Linked DNA regions of Mus musculus: all the other regions are linked to region 1. The links are chromatin contacts, called in public promoter capture Hi-C maps. All regions are on one chromosome and are shown on one strand. The core of a region is the stretch at or near the end of the contact, and the rest is flanking DNA. Distances in the headings are between cores, read along the strand shown.

Region 1 (3,915 bases), core at 543-3,042:
CTGTAGACCAGGCTGGCCTCGAATTTAGAAATGTGCCTGCCTCTACCTCCCAAATGCTGGGATCAAAGGCGTGTGCTACCACTGCCTGGCTCTTCAAAGCTTTTAATGGATCATCTTGCATTTTCCTGCCTGCTGTCTCCTCTCCCCCACCTCCCACACAAGCACTTCTAGACTTTGCTGGCGCCCTTGAGCCTTTTGTTGTGATGTGTAATCTGGGTTGTATTTCAACCTTTCCCACGGCAAGCTTGGATGTCCATTCTCTTAGATGTGCCGTATCAGTTGCTGTGTGCACATTTCTCTCCAGCATCTAGTGTTCTATCCTTTGTCTCCGTTCCTACTCATTGTCCCTGGGGTATCAATAGACCTTTGTAGCTGCCATTTCAGGAGGGTTTTAAGAGAGAGTAGAGTTTGTCTTCAAGGATTTATTGTTTTGTTTTTTTGAGACAGGGTTTCTCTGTGTAGCCCTGGCTGTCCTGGAACTCACTCTGTAGACCAGGCTGGCCTCGAACTCAGAAATCCGCCTGCCTCTGCCTCCCAACTGCTGGGATTAAAGGCGTGTGCCACCACTGCCCGGCTGTCTTCAAGTTTTTAAAAAAGCTATTAACATTTGTCCTTGGGGTGGCAGGACTCTGGTGTGTGCTTTTGGAGGCCAGAGGACAGCTTGTAAGGACTGGCTCTCTTCTTTCACCCATGGGTCACAGGAACTAAACAAAGGTGGTCAGATTTGGTGGCAAACACTCTTACCCACTGAGACTTCTCAACATCCCTGTCCTCAATTCTTAGCATATTGCTTAGCTTACAGTAAGTGTCCCCCCCCCCTCAAAATATTTAGTAAGTCAAATAATATAAATATTGAAGCTGGTATCCTTTCAGCTTTGGAAATAGACCTTGTGTTCTACTCATTGAATATTTGGTGCCCTTGGACAAGCCACTTCTACTCTGAAAGCTTTGTCTCCACTTGTGTAAAATAGTAATGATTATAACACTTCATTTGGTGCCTTCCTCAAGGACCGGAACAGATCTGTATTCAGGGTGCTGAAAGGTTCAGTGTCAAAGTGACAATTCTTAGAAAGTTAGTGTTTTACTTAAGCTTAAAATTAGTCTTCACACTTGAATGACAAATTGGTCTATAATTAATGCCTCCAGGGCAAAATTTGAGTGTCGCCTAGCTTGATGCTTAGAGGTAGCAAAACTTTTCTCAGCCAGGATAGGGAACTGATATTAGTTGCCAAGCACCTACTGTGTGCTCATATATTTCTCCTATGCCAGCATGCTGGATCCCAAATTGACACTGGGGTTGTGTGGATTCTGCGGGCTCCATTAACCCCGACCTCCCCCACCCCCTCACAGGCTGTACCTCTGACACAGAATAGGGTTGTCTCAGTGTGCCCAGCGTGGGAACACACACACTTAAACCTGCAGACGATCCCACTTTCTCTAAAGCAGGCTCTAAGGCTGCGGGCAGAGAAAACAGCTTTGTGACTCTTTGGTCAGTCTCCATTCTCTCCACCCTTTTTCCCTCTTTTGGTCTGGGCCTTTCCTTGCAAGGGCCGCCGGCGACCACCCCGGAGTCTGGGCCAGACGCCCAGCAGGTGAGGGCGTGGTGGGGGCGTGACTAAGGCTCCTCACCGGCCCCGCCCCAACCTGCAACGCCCCTCCTCTCCCCCACGACCCCCCGCCCCCAGCCCTCAGCGCCCCGCCCCTCCCCGCGCCGGCCGCAGTCTCCGCCCCCTCCGGGCCGGCGCGCGGCTCCCGCCTCCTTCCCTCGGCGCCCGCTCCCGCCTCCCTCCCTTTCCGCTGCCGAGGCGGCGGGAGCCGAGCCCCAGCGGACCGAGCCGCGGCCGCAGCGGGCGGCGGGCGCAGAGGCGGCGGCGGTGGGGTGGTCTGGCGACGGCGATGCGGCGGCCGCTCTGAGCCTGCCCGCTCCAGGCGCCGGGGGAACCGGCCGCGCGGGGCGGCAGCATGCGGGGCGGCGAGGAGCTGGACGGCTTCGAGGGCGAGGCCTCGAGCACCTCCATGATCTCGGGCGCCAGCAGCCCGTACCAACCCACCACCGAGCCGGTGAGCCAGCGCCGCGGGCTGGCCGGCCTGCGCTGCGACCCGGACTACCTGCGCGGCGCGCTCGGCCGCCTCAAGGTCGCCCAAGTGGTAGGTGCCGGGCGGGGCTCCAGGTACGAGCGGGCGGGTCGGCGGCCTAGCCCGCGCCTTCTTTACCCGCACCCGGCCGCGGGGGAAGGCCCGGCCGACCAGAGTCGGGTTCGGGCTGCGCGGTCCCCGCTCCGCGCACTCCGTACTCCGAGGTCCTTGGGCTGCAGTCCCTGCTCCTCTGGGGACCGCGCCCTCGGCCGGAGTCTGCCTTTTGCAGCTCCGAAGCCTCAGGGGTGCCTGGTGCCTGCACACCTGCTCCGGGGCCTACCTGTGCCCTCCCTGCTTCATCGACAAGAGGTTGGTGCGCAGAGCCGGTTGCGAGGGCCGTGCCATCGCCTGGCTACTACTGTGCTTAGCAACTTGTAGCAGGTTTTCCGGCTCGCGTAACCCCCAGACGGTTCTCTGCTAACAGAGGCCGGGGGCTGTGGCATGGTTTCCTCCCTGGCGCCTAGCAGGGTGCCCAGCAGATGGTGGATGCTCAATAAATATTTGTTGAATGGAGGCGTGTAGCCCAGATGCAGTGGGGGAGTCCAGATCTACCCACAAAGCCTCCAGTCTTTACTGCGGACGTTGGCTTCCTTCATAGCATCCTGTAGTCTCAGCACTGGTGGTGGCTTCTTGGGACTGCCCAAATTGGTACCCAGAGTTAAGTCACTCTGGGAGGGCGGCCAGTTTGGGAGGTGACAGATACGGGGAACTTTCTGTTGGACTTAGGCATTCGAGAGCACATTTCTTGGTGGGTCCCCCCCCCCCCGCGACCCCCCAGAGTGTTTGGTTCAGGGGCTTGTGGGTTCTGTTTCGGTTTTGTGGTTTTGTAGCAGGTCCCTTTGGGCAGTGTAGTTTATCTTTGTGGTGGACTGGGCACAGTCCAGTTTAAAAAAAAAACCTTTGTATTCCTCCTATTCTCTGTCACAGGTAGCCTTTCACCGAGGCCTCAAAACTTTATAGACTTGTCACCCTGACAGAGAAGCCCTTTGCACAGAACTGCAACATATTTGCATTTTCCTTCTGGGAGCGGCAGGCCTGTTCGGCTTATTAACTGAGTGCATACGTTAATCTTTCTTGGGAGAAATACCATATGTGGACACCCTTTAAATAAAGGTCCCTGTGTTTGTAGGTTGTAGACTCATGGAGAGTTTCCTCTCTTCTCTGCGGAAGGCTTGGTCTTCTGATGCCTAGTTTTAAAGGGCATTAGTGAGAAATAAGTGGAGCAAGTTCCCTATCTTTACATTTTAAAACACTCTTAATCCAGGAATCTGGAATGTTCTCAGGGATACCAAGCTTCTGTTAGCCATTGCTATTAGCAGAGAGAATGTCGGTGTGGGAGCGATACGTAATCCTTTTTTTAAAAGAGCTAGCTAGCTAATGTTTGAGTGCGGTGTAGATAATCAGAAGTAAGAAAAGGGCAGGGCTGAACTTGGAGCCAGAAGGTGGACTCCAGGGCCTGGTCAGGGACCTTCTTAGTTTACTTAGCAGGCCTTTGAAAGTAAGGACAACTCTTAACTTGCCTCTCAGGATGGAGATGGAGTGGTTTGTACAGAACATTAGCCGCTCACTGCTGGGACTTGGCTGTCTGCAGGAGCTGGAGCTGGAGCCGGAGCCAGCCATGCTTCCTCCTTTGGGGAGGTGTGGTTGTGTGGTCATCCTTACTTTCCATGTGGAAGGACTTTAGGGGCCAGCCTTTAAAAGCTTTCCTAGTTGCCGAGTGTCTACTGTGGATTGTGTACTGGCAAGTGAAGAGATGGTCACTTGAGTGATGTGGCAGTC
Region 2 (3,915 bases), core at 631-3,130, 950 kb before region 1:
ACGGTGAGAGGAGAGCGGCGACAGGCAGCTCTTAGGAAGGCAAATCCCCTGAACTACCAACCAAGAAGGGAGACCCACAAGAGAGCAGGAAATGGGAGAGAACCCAGATTTGTGGAATTGGAGCCTAAGTCCCCGCACAATGCAAGACGCAAATCTGGAGACCTAGGGGCTTGGGGGCGGGTCCTCTGCGGGCCGCTAGCCTGGCGTGCGGGCGCGCGAACACACACACACACACACACACACACACACACACACACACACACACACACACACTCACCGATTTTGGCTAAGCTGGCCACCAGGATCCACAGGGCCACCAGGTAGGGCGCCTCCACCTCGTGCCACTGCCAGCGGAAGAGCGCCAAGCCTGGAGGAGGCTCACCCAACGGCCCGGACTCCTGGGTGGGTTCTTCTGTGGCCCCCGCCCCCGCCAGGGGCAACCCGGGCAGAAGAAGCAGTGCGGCGCTCAGCATCTTGCTGTCCTCCGGGCACTGCACGGCCGCCGGCCCCGCGTCGCTGCCGCCGCCGCCGCCGCCGCTGCCGCCGCCTACCCGGCGCCCCCGCGTCACAGGCACGTGGGGCTCACTCCCCCCAATCCGAGCTCCGATACCCCCAGGCCAGGTCCGGACCCCGAGACCCTGCCCAGGATCCTAGCAGTTAGGATCCCCTCCTCCATCTCTTCTAGGTTAATCTCATCTCCGGAAATTCCCCAGCATAACCCTCCTAACCCCTCGAGTCCTGAAACCCACTCTTTCGAGTGTGCTCTCCTAAACCGCCTCTCCTCCGGATTCAGAAAGGTGACCAGCCACCGCGTCCCGGAGCACCAAGAAGGACGGGGGTCTCGGGAAGCAGAGACAAGCGCAGCTACTGCAGAACACCGCCCAGCAGCGGGCCACCCGTCCCAGGTGCTCAGGCTGCGGGTCCCAGTGCTAAGCTGAGAAAACCGCAGGGGGCGGTGCGCTGCCGCCTTCCAGCACGATCTCCAAAACCTGGGACCCCCCTACCGGACCACAGCTGCGCACGCGCACTGGGCACACCCAGAAAGCCTAATGGACAACGGTGCTCTCAACGTACCCAGAAACCTCAAGGCCGGGACGGACCCGGCTCTTTCCAGGCTGAAAAGCTGGCTATTCCTCATCTCTCCAGAGCCCAGAGGCGCCGCCTTCCCTTTCCTTCAAACTACAGGGAACTGTTTGCCTATTCCATGGATCTGAGAGGACCTTATGGAATTCCCTTTAAATTAGGAACAACTTGGGGCATTTGACTCATCTCGCCCCAAACCGAAGAATGTCTCCACTTTTCATTCATCACCCAAGCCGAAAAAACATGTGCTACCTGCCTCCTCACAGTGACTCATCCCATTCTTTTTCGAGAAAGAGCACCCGTCCTCTTTTTTTTTGCCCCCACAGCTAAAGGGGACTGAATCCACCTCTTCTTTCAAATATAAAATCTATTTCCACTTCTTATTCCACATTGAAAGAGATTCTTCTTACTGCTTTCCCCAAATGAGAGAAATGCTTTCATTTGTCTTTCAAGCTAGCAATTAGTCCCATCTCGTCCCTTGAGAGTGGCCCAGCTACCCAGATTATCCGAAGAGATTTACCCCCCCCCCCCCATCTGCCCTAAAAATCCTTACAAAGATCCGCTGCAGCCTCGCCCATACCAAATCTAAAGAAAGTCTCCCCGCCCTCTGCTCTGAGGCGGAGCGGGAGCTCGGGTTTTCCCGCCCTCCTAGCAATGGAACTAACGGGATCACCAGCTCTCTGAGTGGCTGGCCCAAGCGCCGCCTCCGGCGGTGGTTAACCCCGAGCGCGCGCTCGCCGCTCAGTCTTGGCTCCACCCCCTTCCTTGGTCCTACCTTCATCTGGCTCCGCCCCTCGAGCCGCGAGCGTCCGGCCCAGCCTGGCCCGGCCCTAACAGCAAAGTTTAGTCGAGTTGAAGTTGCAGCATTTGCAGGGGACACAAGAGGCGTCCAGCGGTAGCCGGTGGCAGAGCCATGGCGGGCGAGGAAGAGCGCGGGGATGGGGACCCAGTATCCGTGGTAACTGTGAGAGTGCAGTACCTGGAAGACACCGACCCTTTCGCTTGTGCCAACTTCCCGGAACCACGCCGGGCCCCCACCTGCAGCCTGGACGGGGCTCTGCCCCTGAGTGCGCAGATCCCTGCTCTGCACCGACTCCTGGGGGCGCCTCTTAAGGTGAGGGGCGCTGCGGAGGTTGAGGTGGGCGGTGGACAGACAGTGCTTCTAGGAGAGAGATCGTCACGGGCGGGTGCTCGCCTCCAGAAAAGTCTCCGGCCGGGGTCCTAAGGTCTATGCTCCTCTGCCTACAGGGGGAGACTCAAGTTGAGGGGACAGTATAGAAGCCAAATGAGAGTTTGTGATTTGTTCCACTCGGGCTTCCCTTGAAAGTTAGGCCCTCCTGAAGAGGTGCTTGGAGTCCCCTCGCTGCCTCTTTGCCAGGGTTGCTGCTGTGGTTGTAGCGGATTGGGGAAGTGGAGTTGGGAAGGGACAGACTTCCACCTGCTCCAGGTAGTCGGGGGCGGGGCCCCAAAGAGGGGCGGGTTTAGGGAGCAATCATAGAAGGGATCGAGGCTACCGGCTGGGTTGGGTCCTTGGAATACAGTCTCTCCAGCGCTGTTGAAGACTGGAGTCCCAGCCAGGATGAGAGGAGTCCCTTGGAAGCGGCCGTGCGCTCATGGGAGGCTGCCCGGGTGGGAAAGCCCTTTGCGTCACCGCCCCCATGGTCCCTTAGGCCCGCCGCTGGTGGCCTACGCCTGGAAGGGAGGGGGTGGATCAGTCTAATTTTAAACCGCTGGCCTACCCTAGTTGCCGACGTTCCTAGGCCGACTTTGCTCAGTTAGAGAGGCATTTTTCCGTATGTCCAGCAGGACCACCCCTCCCCTCCTGCTGGCCTCCCCTCCACCTCCCCGCAGGCATCCCTTTCCGGCTTGCTTTTTCCGGGCCAGGACTCCCAGAGGCATACACACTACCACCCCCCAGGGTTCCTGACCTGCGGGTTAGCTGGGAGCTGTGAGGGAGATGGGAGGGAGTTGATGGGGTGCCACAATTGGGCGCGGGGTTGCGTAAACATGGCCCTTAGCCCCGGGGTCTCCCCTGGAATGTGCCCTAGGCTCCAGGCCTCTAAACTGCATTCCTCGCGTTGCAGCCAGCCCTGCCTCCAAGTGCAGTCAGGAGGGGGTCGGCGAAACTTGGCCTGGGGAGTGGCCAGTGGCCAGGCAGAGCCCCAGCTCTTTAAGACCACAGCTGGAAGAATGCAGCATACTGCCCACCTCCAGAGTTTTCTGCGTAGTCTACTTTGTGTTCTTCTACTGCTCTGTTCAGAGGGGTCTGGAGGAAGCTTGCCCAGTCTGAGGTCACCTGGCATTTAGTATACGGACTACAGAGAAAAGGGTGCAGAATTGCAACTGTTTAGACAGACCAGGGAGAAAGGGGTGTGGAACTGAGTCCACTTACCCGCAATACTAATGAAAATCCGTGGCCAGGAATAAGGTGATGACGGAGACGGTAGCACTTTGCCTAGTATGTGCAAGGCCCTGGGTTCGATCCCCAGTATCACAAATCCATGCATGTATAAGGCTAGAGAGCAGACGATACTTCTCTTACTCTAGACCCTTCTTCACAGTGGGACCAGGCCTGGCGTGTTCAAAAACGAGATTCAGAACCTCTTCTTCATTTAGAAAACTCATTGCATGTTTTTATCTGTACAACAAGGCCCCTGAGTTCAGTGTGCGTGGTGTGTGTGTGTGTGTGTGTGTGTGTGTGTGTGTGTGTGTGTGTAGAAATATGAATGGATATAAAATTGTCTCCCCAACCAGGTGCTGTGTCCTGTTCTCTGCTCCGTAACTGAGGACACTCCGAGCCCCACCCAGCTCTGTACTTCCTGATCTGACAGG
Region 3 (3,915 bases), core at 442-2,941, 870 kb before region 1:
AGCCATGAGTGGGGAGGATAAGAAGTTGGGGCAGAGGAACACCTTGCCGATGACCCGGTGCTGCTGACTGTGGCTCTGCCGCAAAGTTACCACCTCTCGCCACAAGATCTCGTTCTGCCTGGGGAAAGCGGGAGGAGGATGCTGAAGCATCTGAGTTCGCCCAGGTACAATTCCCCCCCACCGCCTCCCCCTCAGAATGGAGAGGTCCAGACTCTGTTGCCAGCAGAGGGGATACTCATCTTATAAGACTAAAGTTTCAGAGTTGGACCCATTGTCTTCATGGAGGCTCCAACCAAAGAGCGGAAGGAGCTGCCCAGAACCCCTAGGTGGCCAGTGAGCCTCTCACCCCTAACTCCACCCTTCCTTCCCTGTCCCGCACTGCCTGAGTTCCTGCAGCCGTGCCTCCGTGCTCTCCTGCACTCCTCTCAAAGCTTGCACCTCTCCCAGCAGTCGGCTCAGGTCTTCCGGACGCCATCGACTGTCATCGCCTCGCAGCGCAGGTACCTGCAGGCAGGAGGCACCATCCGGGACACATAAGGCAGAGCCAGAAGTACCAACATTGGTGCCTTCCCATTTTTTCTGCAGTTTGTCCCACCTTGCGGCGCACGCGCTCCAGTAGCTGCTCGCGGCCTCGCACGAAGCTCGGATGCTGAAACTCAACGTGGTCACGCTCTGGTCTGAGCAGGCCACCTTGCTCGATGCTCACCACCTTCCGAAAACCATCTAAGGAACAGTGTGCGGAAGGGCGGGGCGGGGCGGGGTGTGAGCGTGAATCGCTCCATCCTCTGCACTTAGTGACCCCCCAAACCCACTCCCCGCTTGGCAAAGGGACTCACACATGTTGAGTTGGCGAACAAAGCTCGCCATGTTGCTGTGCTTGAAGTACTGGGGCAGCACTTCCTTGGCGAAGCGGCTCTGATCACTTACGAGGAAGCTGGTGCCACTCTACCGAGAACGAACCACAAACACCCGCAAGCGGGTGGGGACCAGACAACGTGAGTGGGTGCCATTCACGGCTGGGCCATACTCACTGTGGGGGTCCAGATTTGTACCTCATTGGGAGGTAGGACTTGGCCAGGTCTGTACCATGTAGAGCCTATCCTACCATAACCGCAAAAGAATTCCTACCCTAACTAGACCTACACGCAGTTCTCAGAAAGAATTAGCACACACCCACCCCGGGTCCATCTCAGACTGGTCCCAGACTCACTACGTGACTCTGAGCCGGAGATCGAGCCAGCTCTTCTCTTTTCTTGGCCTGTTTTCTCATCAGTCGATGAAGTAAAGTGAGAATTACCCTGGTCTCTGTGGGCTCTAGGACCCTTACTTCTCCCCATCTTTGCTTCACACACCCCTTCCACCGTGATCCACTCTGGACAGCTGAATTGAGGTACTCACAGCCCAGGCCCAGGCGGGGGCTGGGTGGACAGGGGTGTTCACGACATTGGAGGGATCCCGGGGACCACTGAAGGAGTTGAGGGGCCCCAGCCCTCACCGGGCTCCAGCGGATGAGGTGGTCGGTGCCTGGGTCGCCTACCAGCGCCCATAGCTTGCCGAGGAAGGCAGGTACCGGGCTGGGGCCTGGCTCCGTGGGCAGCGCAGCTGGCGCTTCCTGCATGGCGCAGTCTCGGCCGGCCGGGCTCAGCGTTCCAGCCCGGCCGCTGCGGGCTTGTCAAAGCCGCGAAAGTGCTGCGTTTGCCGCCCGCCCCGCCCTACTCCGCCCCTGGGCGCCGGGTCAGGCGGGGGCCGCGTGCGAACCCAAGAGGCGGGGCTCGGACAGCGGCCCAGCCACCGGCGGAGAGGAAGGGCTGGCTGAAACGTAGGTGTGTGGGTGGGTGAGCCCACGTTCGAGTCTCGAGTGCCTCTCTTTCTCTGTTGTTTTGGGAGAAAACATCTGGTGGGCTCGGAAAGTCCTAGTTCATCTGTGGACACATTGAAGCCTAGGTAAGGGCGGGCAGATAGGGCGGTGGGTGAAGTTGGACTTGCCCGGTCTGCGAGGACGCTAGGAAACTGGTCATTCCCGAGGTATAGGGTGCCCGGATCCCGATCCCCCACAGTCACAGTACAAAGGCCCTTGAGGTCTCCTTGAATGTCGGGCCTGACTGCCCTTCCAGCCTTTGTGTATTTCCTGCCCCCCACCCCCACAGCTGACTCGAGATCACAGGACGCAGGAATATTAAAGGATTTATTTACTTTACACTCACCCTTGACTCTTGGCTCCTACTTGTGCCTGCCCTCCCCCCAGCTCTGGACCTGAGCTAGAGCTAGTGCGAGTGTACAGAGGGGACGGAGGGCCCAGAATAGACAGAGACACAGAGGTTGAGAGGGCTCGCTGAATTTATGGTGCCTGAGATTGGTCTGGATGCTTTCATAGACCCCCAGTTCCCCAAAAGCGCCTTAGTCAACGGAGCCCCTAAAGAGACTAGCAACTGGGGCGTGCCTGCGCAACTTGCTTAGGCCTTCCCGAGGCTTGGGGTTCGCGCGGCCCTGGGGGGGCTAGATTGCCCAATCACCGCACCAGTGTGGGCCGCCAGGGATGCGGCTCACGCTTTAGCTTGAGCGTATAGCTGCGCAGGCGCGGACAGTGCGCTCGGAAGGCGTCCAGTACCGAGGGTCTCACCACGCAGAAGCAGTGTATTTCTCTCAAGCCCGCGCAGCGCGCCGCCAGCTCCTCCAGCGCGGTGTGCAACTCCGGGGATGCGGACGCGCGCACCTCGAGGGCGCGCAAAGTTTCAGCGTAGTGGCGCGTTGCGAAGCGCACGGGTCCTACAGTGTCACCGGAGAGGTTGAGACGCAGCACAGCCACTGGTACTGCTGGTTGCAGGATGCGCGTCACGGCCTCATCTGGAAGCACAGGCTCCAGCTCCAGCTCCACCTCCAGCCCAGGATGGCGGCAACTCAGCGTCGCCCAGGCTTCATCAGGCAGAGGGGAAGCACGAGCATCTTCGGGGCACGCGCACCTCAGTGCCAGAAGTGCAAAAGGGGAGCGATGCGGAGCGGCTAGCAATTCCAGCGCGGCGCGCGACATACTAGCAAGGTGCAGTCCAAGGGCGCGCAAGTGAGGACAGGCCTCCAGTAGTTTGAGCACAGAAGTGGGCTGCACGCTGTTCACCAGTGCATGGTTGTCCAGGAAAAGACTGCGGAGCTCGGGACAGCCAGCAGCAGCCTTAAGCACCAGAGTGTCGTCCAGCGTGTAGGGCAAGTGGCGCAGGTCGAGGTGGCGAAGTTGGTGAGCAGCTCCGCAGACTGCGTGCACAGCTCCCAGGATGTCCTGGCCCGCATCAAAAAGCGGTTTCTCTCCGCGGCACTCCAAGCGCAGGCCTCGGAGCCTTGGGGCTCGGCTGGCCAGAGCGGTCAGCAGCTCGGTGGCCGTTCCGCGGCTGGGCTTCTTTGATGGCTCATATTCCAGCCTTAGGTTGTGAATGTGGTCCAGGCAGGAGGACAGATATGGTGGCAACAAGTCTTCCAGCTCACAGTCACAACTTATGTTAGAGCGACATAGAAAGAAATTAGCGGTGTCACCATGAACTAGGAAAGAAACTTTTTTTTTAAATTAATGTTTTGATTTGTGTGTGTGTGTGTGTGTGTGTGTGTGTGTGTGTGTGTGTGTGTATTCTTGCTTTACCTGCATGTATGTCCGTGCACCACAGGCGTGCCTGGTGTCTGAGGAGGCCAGAAGGGGGTGTTGGAATCCCTAGAGCTGAAATTACAGCCATAGCTTCGAGCTGCTGTGTGCGAGGCAGGAATCGAACTCAGGTCTTCTAGAAGAGCCGCTAGTGCTCTTAACTGAAGAGTCATTTCTATGTGCCTTTCACTTTGCCTCTTGCCTATGACAGGAATTTCCATCCTATTTCTTTAGAAGACTTCAGAGGTTTCTGCCTGAGGTTGAACCCTCTCCCAGCAGCCCCCCCACCC

The links. Promoter capture Hi-C pulls out the DNA fragments that hold promoters and counts their contacts.
Region 2: a promoter capture Hi-C map of embryonic stem cells shows a contact between it and region 1, with 3 times the contacts expected there. The contact joins the promoter of Fhod1 here to the promoter of Cmtm4 in region 1. A contact is called at or near these places in 2 of 39 promoter capture datasets (embryonic stem cells and second pharyngeal arch cranial neural crest), 1 of 484 Hi-C or Micro-C datasets (embryonic stem cells) and 1 of 115 datasets of contacts at active chromatin or transcription factors (pancreatic cancer cells).
Region 3: a contact with region 1 is called in a promoter capture Hi-C map of hippocampal neurons, with 3 times the contacts expected there. The contact joins the promoter of Hsf4 here to the promoter of Cmtm4 in region 1. A contact is called at or near these places in 4 of 39 promoter capture datasets (cranial neural crest, embryonic stem cells, hippocampal neurons and 1 more), 1 of 484 Hi-C or Micro-C datasets (embryonic stem cells), 9 of 115 datasets of contacts at active chromatin or transcription factors (astrocytes, bone marrow-derived macrophages, embryonic forebrain and 4 more) and 1 of 9 other capture datasets (liver).

Annotation. Positions count from the first base shown.
Region 1 is chr8:104,393,684-104,397,598 of GRCm38.p6, reverse strand. Cmtm4 (CKLF-like MARVEL transmembrane domain containing 4) reads left to right here and starts at 1,792. Exons shown (of 4, transcript NM_153582.5): 1 at 1,792-2,148. The coding sequence starts at 1,963.
Region 2 is chr8:105,345,935-105,349,849 of GRCm38.p6, reverse strand. Fhod1 (formin homology 2 domain containing 1) reads left to right here and starts at 1,880. Exons shown (of 22, transcript NM_177699.4): 1 at 1,880-2,197. The coding sequence starts at 1,997. It overlaps Slc9a5 (solute carrier family 9 (sodium/hydrogen exchanger), member 5), which reads right to left and starts at 1,592. Exons shown (of 16, transcript NM_001081332.1): 1 at 278-1,592. The coding sequence starts at 473. Gm46049 (a long non-coding RNA gene) reads right to left here. Exons shown (of 4, transcript XR_003947441.1): 2 at 3,476-3,655; 3 at 3,012-3,398; 4 at 2,194-2,775.
Region 3 is chr8:105,267,577-105,271,491 of GRCm38.p6, reverse strand. It overlaps Hsf4 (heat shock transcription factor 4), which reads right to left and starts at 1,691. Exons shown (of 13, transcript NM_001256042.1): 1 at 1,496-1,691; 2 at 837-945; 3 at 596-723; 4 at 380-504; 5 at 43-118. The coding sequence starts at 1,618. It overlaps Fbxl8 (F-box and leucine-rich repeat protein 8), which reads right to left. Exons shown (of 3, transcript NM_015821.2): 3 at 2,166-3,482. The coding sequence ends at 2,510.